Regions from separate parts of the Gossypium hirsutum genome. Here region 1 is linked to region 2. The links are chromatin contacts, called in public Hi-C maps. All regions are on one chromosome and are shown on one strand. The core of a region is the stretch at or near the end of the contact, and the rest is flanking DNA. Distances in the headings are between cores, read along the strand shown.

The links. Hi-C and Micro-C count contacts between places; a contact is called where the count stands out from the background.
Region 1: a Hi-C map of leaf shows a contact between it and region 2, with 2.6 times the contacts expected there. The contact joins the enhancer-like site here to the promoter of LOC107910566 in region 2. A contact is called at or near these places in 6 of 34 Hi-C or Micro-C datasets (fibers, leaf, seedling and 1 more).

What each region holds. Positions count from the first base shown.
Region 1 is chrD08:47,710,448-47,713,946 of Gossypium_hirsutum_v2.1, forward strand. No RefSeq gene overlaps it. Among protein-coding and RNA genes, the nearest start is that of LOC107910549, 19 kb to the right of the region's middle. Within about 2 kb of position 1,739, at least 3 of the 9 cell types and tissues checked have an H3K27ac peak or open chromatin away from gene starts, as enhancers often do. A contact at or near this core is called in fibers and leaf, where this site is marked.
Region 2 is chrD08:47,670,283-47,674,036 of Gossypium_hirsutum_v2.1, forward strand. LOC107910566 (ABC transporter B family member 11) reads left to right here and starts at 1,282. Exons shown (of 13, transcript XM_016838441.2): 1 at 1,282-1,542; 2 at 2,188-2,545; 3 at 2,669-2,723; 4 at 2,804-2,979; 5 at 3,060-3,281; 6 at 3,359-3,597; 7 at 3,684-3,754. The coding sequence starts at 2,219.

The sequences.
Region 1 (3,499 bases), core at 489-2,988, 41 kb after region 2:
AGGAAATAAGGCCAAAAGCTAGTAAAGTGGGTTGGGGCAAGGTTATTTGGTGTTTTCTTTATGTTCCTAAGCATTCTTCAGTTTCCTAGGATTGGGGGATAATTATAGTTGGTTCATTTGCTTGTAGGATGTTCTTATTCAAACAGACTATGGGAAGAGGTGGTGCAGCTTTGCAATTTATAATGGGAGCCAAGGGTGGGTTGGAATGATGTTGTATATTGGATTTGAAGAGAGCGATAATAGGCAATTCAGATGTCAACAAACAAAGATCAGAACTGGAGCTGTTTGAATTGATGAAGGGAAGTGTGAGGGTGAAACTGTGTGTGACACAGAAATTAATAGAAATGATAACGTAAATAAGTGATTTTTTTTTAGTAGATCATTGCAACTAAAATGGTCTAAAATCTCACACCAGTAAAATAGGATGAGAAACATGAAAAATCCAAGATTAAAAGTTAGCAATTACCATATTTCAATGTAAAGCTAAATCCAAATCGCTTGCAACTATAATTGATAAAAGAGATGATGAAAACCAAGGAAAAAGAAAAATCTTTTTGCTTATATGTTGATTCAGGCCTGCAACTTTAGTTGCCGACAAGGTTGCTCTTTTATTCTTTCCCATCAAAAAACATGTATGCTACAACTTAGAATCATGTAAAAATTTCGTAATATTTGAAGACAAAGAGTCATTAAAAATATGTTTTTGCCTTCTTTTTCATCATCTTTTCTACCATGATTCAGGGAAAAAGACTTGTATCTAATTTCACATAAAATAATTAAATACATCTATTGCTGAGGTGGTAGGAAACACTTCTTCAGAAATGGTCCCAATGTAAGTAGGAATAAGCCCAAACGGTGGTATACATGGGCCTAGAATTACCTCATTTATTTACACCTACATCTAAGCTTATAACATATGAGCGCTTGAATTTCACACCTATTTTTAGATTAGGTTGGGTCCAAATTAGATTCTGAGTTTGGTAATTGTTTAGGTTATTGTTTCAACATTAATGTTTTAACTTTTTTTTTATCTAAATTAATCTTTAAACCTGATAATTATTCTCGTATTAAGACTTGAACTTGACAATAGTTATCGAAACCCCTAATTTTTTTTTTTACAAAAGAAATCTAATAATTGGAAGGAAAAAGATGGTGTATGATCAAATAAAGGAGTAAAGCAACAGGCAATTTTTGTACGGAAAAAAATTGAGGGTTCATTAATTAAGAAGATAGGTCCCATATAGTTAGGAAGTGGAATGATTGGAATAGGTTTCCAAAAGAGTAAGAATGCAAATTAGTATGATTAATGAAAAGCAAGCAAAGAGCAACATAACTAATAATCCTTGATATTCAGGAGTGAAATGGTACACAAATTAGGGATGGTGACCACCGCCCTTAATCAAATGTTCAGCCATGTATCATTACTCTTTTTAATCAATCATTGTTGTGGGAATGGGACTGATACGTGAGAGAAGTCAAAATTTATATAAATATGATATTAATTTTGTTTGAGTTAAAAAAGACAAGGGGAATTATTATTGATTTATAGTATAGAAATGGTCTCAGCTTCACATGAAAACCTATCATTTTGTCTTTACAGATTCTCTATTTACTTCAATGAAAACACACACTCTTTGGGTCAAAAGCAAAGAAGCTTGAACCTCAAGCTTACTTACTATATCTCCACCTCACCCGAAAGGTTAAAAGCAAAACAAAGAGTGGAAATGGTTTAAGAGCTGTAATCCTTGAGTGTGTATAAACTTCATCCATATAAATGATCCAATGGCTGAAGGTGAGTTTGTGCTAGTGTTGGTCTGAGATTTAAATTTTGGTTGTTCCTTTTAATGAAGATTCCTCTATTTATTAGGTACAGTATATTTCGCAGGTTCTCAATTACAGCCTGACAGCATCAAATGTTTTCTTTTTCCAGATGAAATTACACTCAAAAGAAGATTAAAGCATAAAGAAACCTTCAAATCTCATCATTCCCACAAAAAGCTTCCTCCAAATCATTTTACCCTTTTATTCTCCTACTAATACATTTACATTTACATCGTATTTTTGTTTAATCTTGAATTAATGTGACTGTATTTGTGTCAAAACACATTTAGTCTTATCTTGGATTGATTTTTTTTTGGATTAAAACACATTTAGTCTCAAGTTCAGTGAAAAATATGTTTAATCCTATGATTTCAGGAATGCCTCGTATTTGAAAACTTATTTCATGAATCCCTTGGGATCTTAGTTGTAAAATAATAACAGTTTTTAATTGGCAAAATCAACAACATTTATATTTTTTTTCAATTTATTCCTTATTATTTTTAGTTTTTAACGAAAACGTTAATTAAACCATTCATTTATTACCAATGTTAGTATAGCAACTTATATAACAATCTATATGTACTTCATATTGACATGACACTATTTATTTTATATGTCAGGTTAAAAATTAATTTAAAATAATAAAAAATATAAAAAAATTAGCATAAAGTATATGTGTATTGTCATGTGGGTTGCCATGTTTAAAACTTTAACATTTTAGTCAAATTTTTTTTGTGAAAAAAAAATTCATTCGTCTCTTTTTGAAATATTGATGGTCAAATTCGACTCTCTGTAAAAGATTGAGAGTCAAATTTAGCTCAAAAAAAGAATAACAACCAATTTGACAAAAGATATAAACATTAAGAGATAAATTTATCATTATACCCTTTTAAAAATAAATTTATAACCAATGAGGCATTGACTTAATGGTATGGTTAAGCTCACGAGAACTTTAAGGTCTCAGGTTTGAATCTTACACTGTGTAAATGTAAAATAATATCACTATAGAAATATGAAGTTAAAAAAAGAATAAAATATATAATTATGTTTCATATTACCATTTTCGGACATATGACACTTTCCACTTGAAGCACTTATTTACAATTTGAGTAAATTACTCTTTCCTTGCCTTTTAATTTCTTGAAGTTTTTTTTTATGTCTTTTGTTTAAAATTTTTGTTCATAATTTTTTTATATGTTAAATATAAAGTTGATTTTAAATAAATTATCTCTTTAATATTTTAGTATCTTACTTAATTGAATTAACTTTTAATGTTTTAATATTAAACTTAATGAATATTAAATTTTAAAATATAGTTTTAAAAAATATATTAATTATAATTATCAAAATAAATATATATATTCAAATATAATAAGAGTTACTTGCATTTAAGGAATAAAATATAAAATTAAAAAAATTGAACAATTTTAACATTAAAAAAAATTAATTTAACGATATATATAAATTAACATGTTAGGAGTTACTAATACTATTATTTAAATTATAATATATTAATATTAATATTCAAACCAATTTTTGTATTATTTTAATATTAAATACTTTTAAAATGAAATAATATTAATATAATCAATTCTAAATTATTTAAATATTTTTTAAAAAATATTTTGTAATTATGACATTTTTTCAATTTATTAATGATATTTTGAAAAAATTCATT
Region 2 (3,754 bases), core at 32-2,531:
TTCCATTTATTTTTCTATGCCCTTTACTTTCACAAACTAATACCCGTCCAAAATATTAACACAGACGGAAGCTCAGCATAAGTAAAAGAAAATTGTAAGTACCAAAATGAGTATTTTTCCCAAAAACAAAAACAAAGATGAAATCAACTAAAAACCTTCATTGCAGACTTCAACTTTTCAATGAAGGAAAAACATGCCTTTTCCCCTTTTTGGTACGGTAAGGAGGGCAGTAGTCAGATTCACTAAAAACTAAAGCTGTTGAGCACCATCTAGCGAGGTCACTCTTGGTTCTTCCATTCTTACAAAACATATATCAAAAAAACTTTCAATGGATAAAACAAACATGAGACAGATGTGAAAATGGAACATGAAAGGATTAAACTCAGATCAAACGATACGTCAAGTAATTTATCTTGTATTTTGTTACTGAGAGTATTCAAGTATTTATACATATTATTACAGCTGATGATAGAATCTCACTGTTTTGTCTTGACTCTACCATTCCTAGCACTGACATTCGATGCGGGCTTCAGGCCTGCTGAACACATGTTTCGCTCTGAGTTGTCTGCAGAACATGCAGTCCCCCTTCTATGAGCTCCTTGGACGCATGCAAATTGAGACCGCGGCCTTCCCTTGATTCGTGCGAGCTAGATCCGCGAGCCTGCCATGCGAGCTGGGTTCACGAACACCCTTCACTGTCCTCTCGTGATTCGCTTCTCATTCGATCATCTGGTGAGACCTATCCAGGTCATGGGTAGGTGACCCAAATCTTATTTAGGACTCGAGTTAATAGTCACTATGTTAAAATTATGATAAATCTAATTAGTTGAGTGAAAAAAAAGGTGTAATTTACATCATAAAACAACCCATACTTTAGGTTAATTCAAACATAATTATCTGTCCCTAAAAAAGTTGGCCAATGGGTGCTTTCATTTCTCTCTCTCTGTCTCCCTGTCCATATCATTTCGAAATCATCTTTCATCAAATGTACACACGAACGCCTCTTTTGAACATATTTCTTTCAAATTATTTAAAAGCAACAATGATTAGAAGCAAAGATAAGATGGATCAACTCTAATTTACCCCTTCTTTTCATAATTATTTCAATAAATTGAGACTCGAAACTTTACTATAATAACAATTAAATTGGTTACAATTATGACTGAACATGGTTTGTATAATTTTGACGAAGAAGCATATCAACAGCTAAAATCTTGTATATTGTCGGAAAAAGCATATAATATAATATAATATTTGCTTGGAGAGGAGGAAAAATAAATTGGATCCGTGGAGACCATGGTTGGCAAAGTGGAAAAACTCGAAATTCGCAATTGAATAATGGTGAAGACTACCTTTACCTATCCCAAAATAAAAGTAGTGAAGACTAATCGACAAGGCAAAATACGTGCTGTTCAAGGAAAGCCTCTCACCAAAGATTTAATATAAATATGTTTTTAAACAGCTGAAACATAAAACAGAAGGCTAGTTGGCCACAAAGTTGGAATAACTGGACAAATTTCCAACTACCCTTTTGAAATTTTGGTAGGTCTGTTCTTCTTAATGTCTCTTTTCATTTGTTTTCCCCTTTAATCGTTGCAGAGTTGGGACTTAGGAAGGCATCTGGGTTCTGGGATTTTGGGTTATGTTCAAATGGTGGGTTTTGCTGAGAGTTTATTCTTCACTTAGGAGTAAACCAATGATGATCGGTCGTCATTTTATGTCGTCTCTTCTAACCAAACGAATCATGAAACCGGGTTTCCCTTTTAGTTGTATTTCATTGACAGAGAAACCACCTTTTCTCTCTCCTTCTTCTGTTCATCTTCTCTAGGATCTTTATCCTTTGTTTTTTTTCCTTTTCTGCTGATGGTACACTCTTTAGAGGTACTAAGTTTCTTTATAGTGTAATTGATTTGATTGCAACCGTATTTCCAAATTCCAAGATGGATGCTTTTCTGGGTTTGAAACAGACTAGAAAAAGTCTTTTATTTTTTATGTTTAAGCTGCTTATAGATTGAGAAACCCTTTGAATCCTGTTTCAGATCCTTAGCTAGTAGTACTGTACAAGCAAACAGTAGATTTTTTGTTCTTAATCTGGCTTTCTTGACCAATGCTTTCAATTGTTTTCCTGCGTGCGTAATACAATAAATAAACCTCATAGATTCTGAAGTTTTGGTGTTAAAAATCAAGGTAACAGTTTGGGAGGCCCCCCACCCCCACGATGGACTCTGAGAATGGATTTAGTGATCCTACTGACCTGCATGAGGCCAGCACATCGAAAATCCAGGAAGAGCCTAACAAAGTCTCCGGTTCCAACGGAGACAATCTAGAAAGTAAGAAGGTTGATGATGAGAAAACTAACACGGTTCCGTTTTACAAGCTGTTTGCATTTGCCGATTCAAGGGATACCTTGTTGATGATCGTCGGCACAATAGGCGCAGTCGGTAACGGTATATGTATGCCCCTTATGACTATCCTGTTTGGGGATCTCATTGATGCTTTTGGTGAAAATCAAAATGACGACAGAGTGGTTGATGTTGTCTCCAGGGTACTATAACATGTAACATGAACTTGTATCAACACAATACGTGTGTGTGTGAGCCTTTTCTTTTTAAAAGATTCCATTATTTTGTTGAATTTTTTAAATGACTTGGTTCTTGAAACATCATAGGTTGCTTTGAGATTCGTCTACCTGGCTGTAGGTGCAGGGGTGGCAGCGTTCCTTCGTAAGTAAATCTCTCATTTAAACCATGCATCTAATGTTTTATCCCATACAGATGTATTTAACGTGGTATGTTGTTTGCAGAGGTGACCTGTTGGATGGTCACAGGTGAGCGACAAGCAGCTCGAATAAGGGGATTGTACTTGAAAACCATATTGAGGCAAGATGTTGCTTTCTTTGATGTGGAAACCAACACGGGAGAGGTTGTTGGAAGAATGTCTGGGGACACAGTTCTCATACAGGATGCCATGGGTGAGAAGGTAATGTATATCTTGACTCTGCAATCGAAATCATCCTATATATACATGTTATCATGGAAATGTTTGCTTGTGGTTTGCAGGTTGGGAAGTTTATACAGTTGGTATCCACATTTATTGGAGGTTTTGTTATAGCCTTTGTGCAAGGATGGCTTCTTACCCTTGTCATGTTGTCTTCTATCCCTCCCATTGTAATATCTGGTGGAGTCATGGCCCTTATAGTATCCAAGATGGCATCCCGTGGACAAAATGCTTATGCTAAAGCTGCCTCTGTAGTCGAACAGACAATTGGTTCCATCAGAACTGTATGTTCTATGCGAAGAATAGTTGTATTTTTTGTTTTCGATGAAAAAATATGACTAATTGTTCAATCTGATTCCAGGTTGCATCATTTACTGGTGAGAAGCAAGCCATTAGCAATTACAACAAGTTTCTCGGTGCTGCTTATACATCGGGAGTTCATGAAGGCTTTGCTGCCGGACTAGGCCTTGGCGTGCTTTTTCTAGTCATATTCTGCAGTTATTCTTTGGCTATATGGTTCGGTGCAAGGATGGTTTTGGACAGAGGGTACAGCGGTGGTGATGTAATTAATGTGATTTTTGCTGTATTGACCGGTTCCATGTGAGTTAAACTATAAAATTTTTCCATCTTTACTTATTATATGCATGCTTCATAAGCTAAAGTCATTGTACTTATGGATGTTTCAGGTCCCTGGGGCAGGCATCCCCATGTGTGACCGCATTTGCAGCTGGTCAAGCAGCAGCGTTTAAGATGTTTG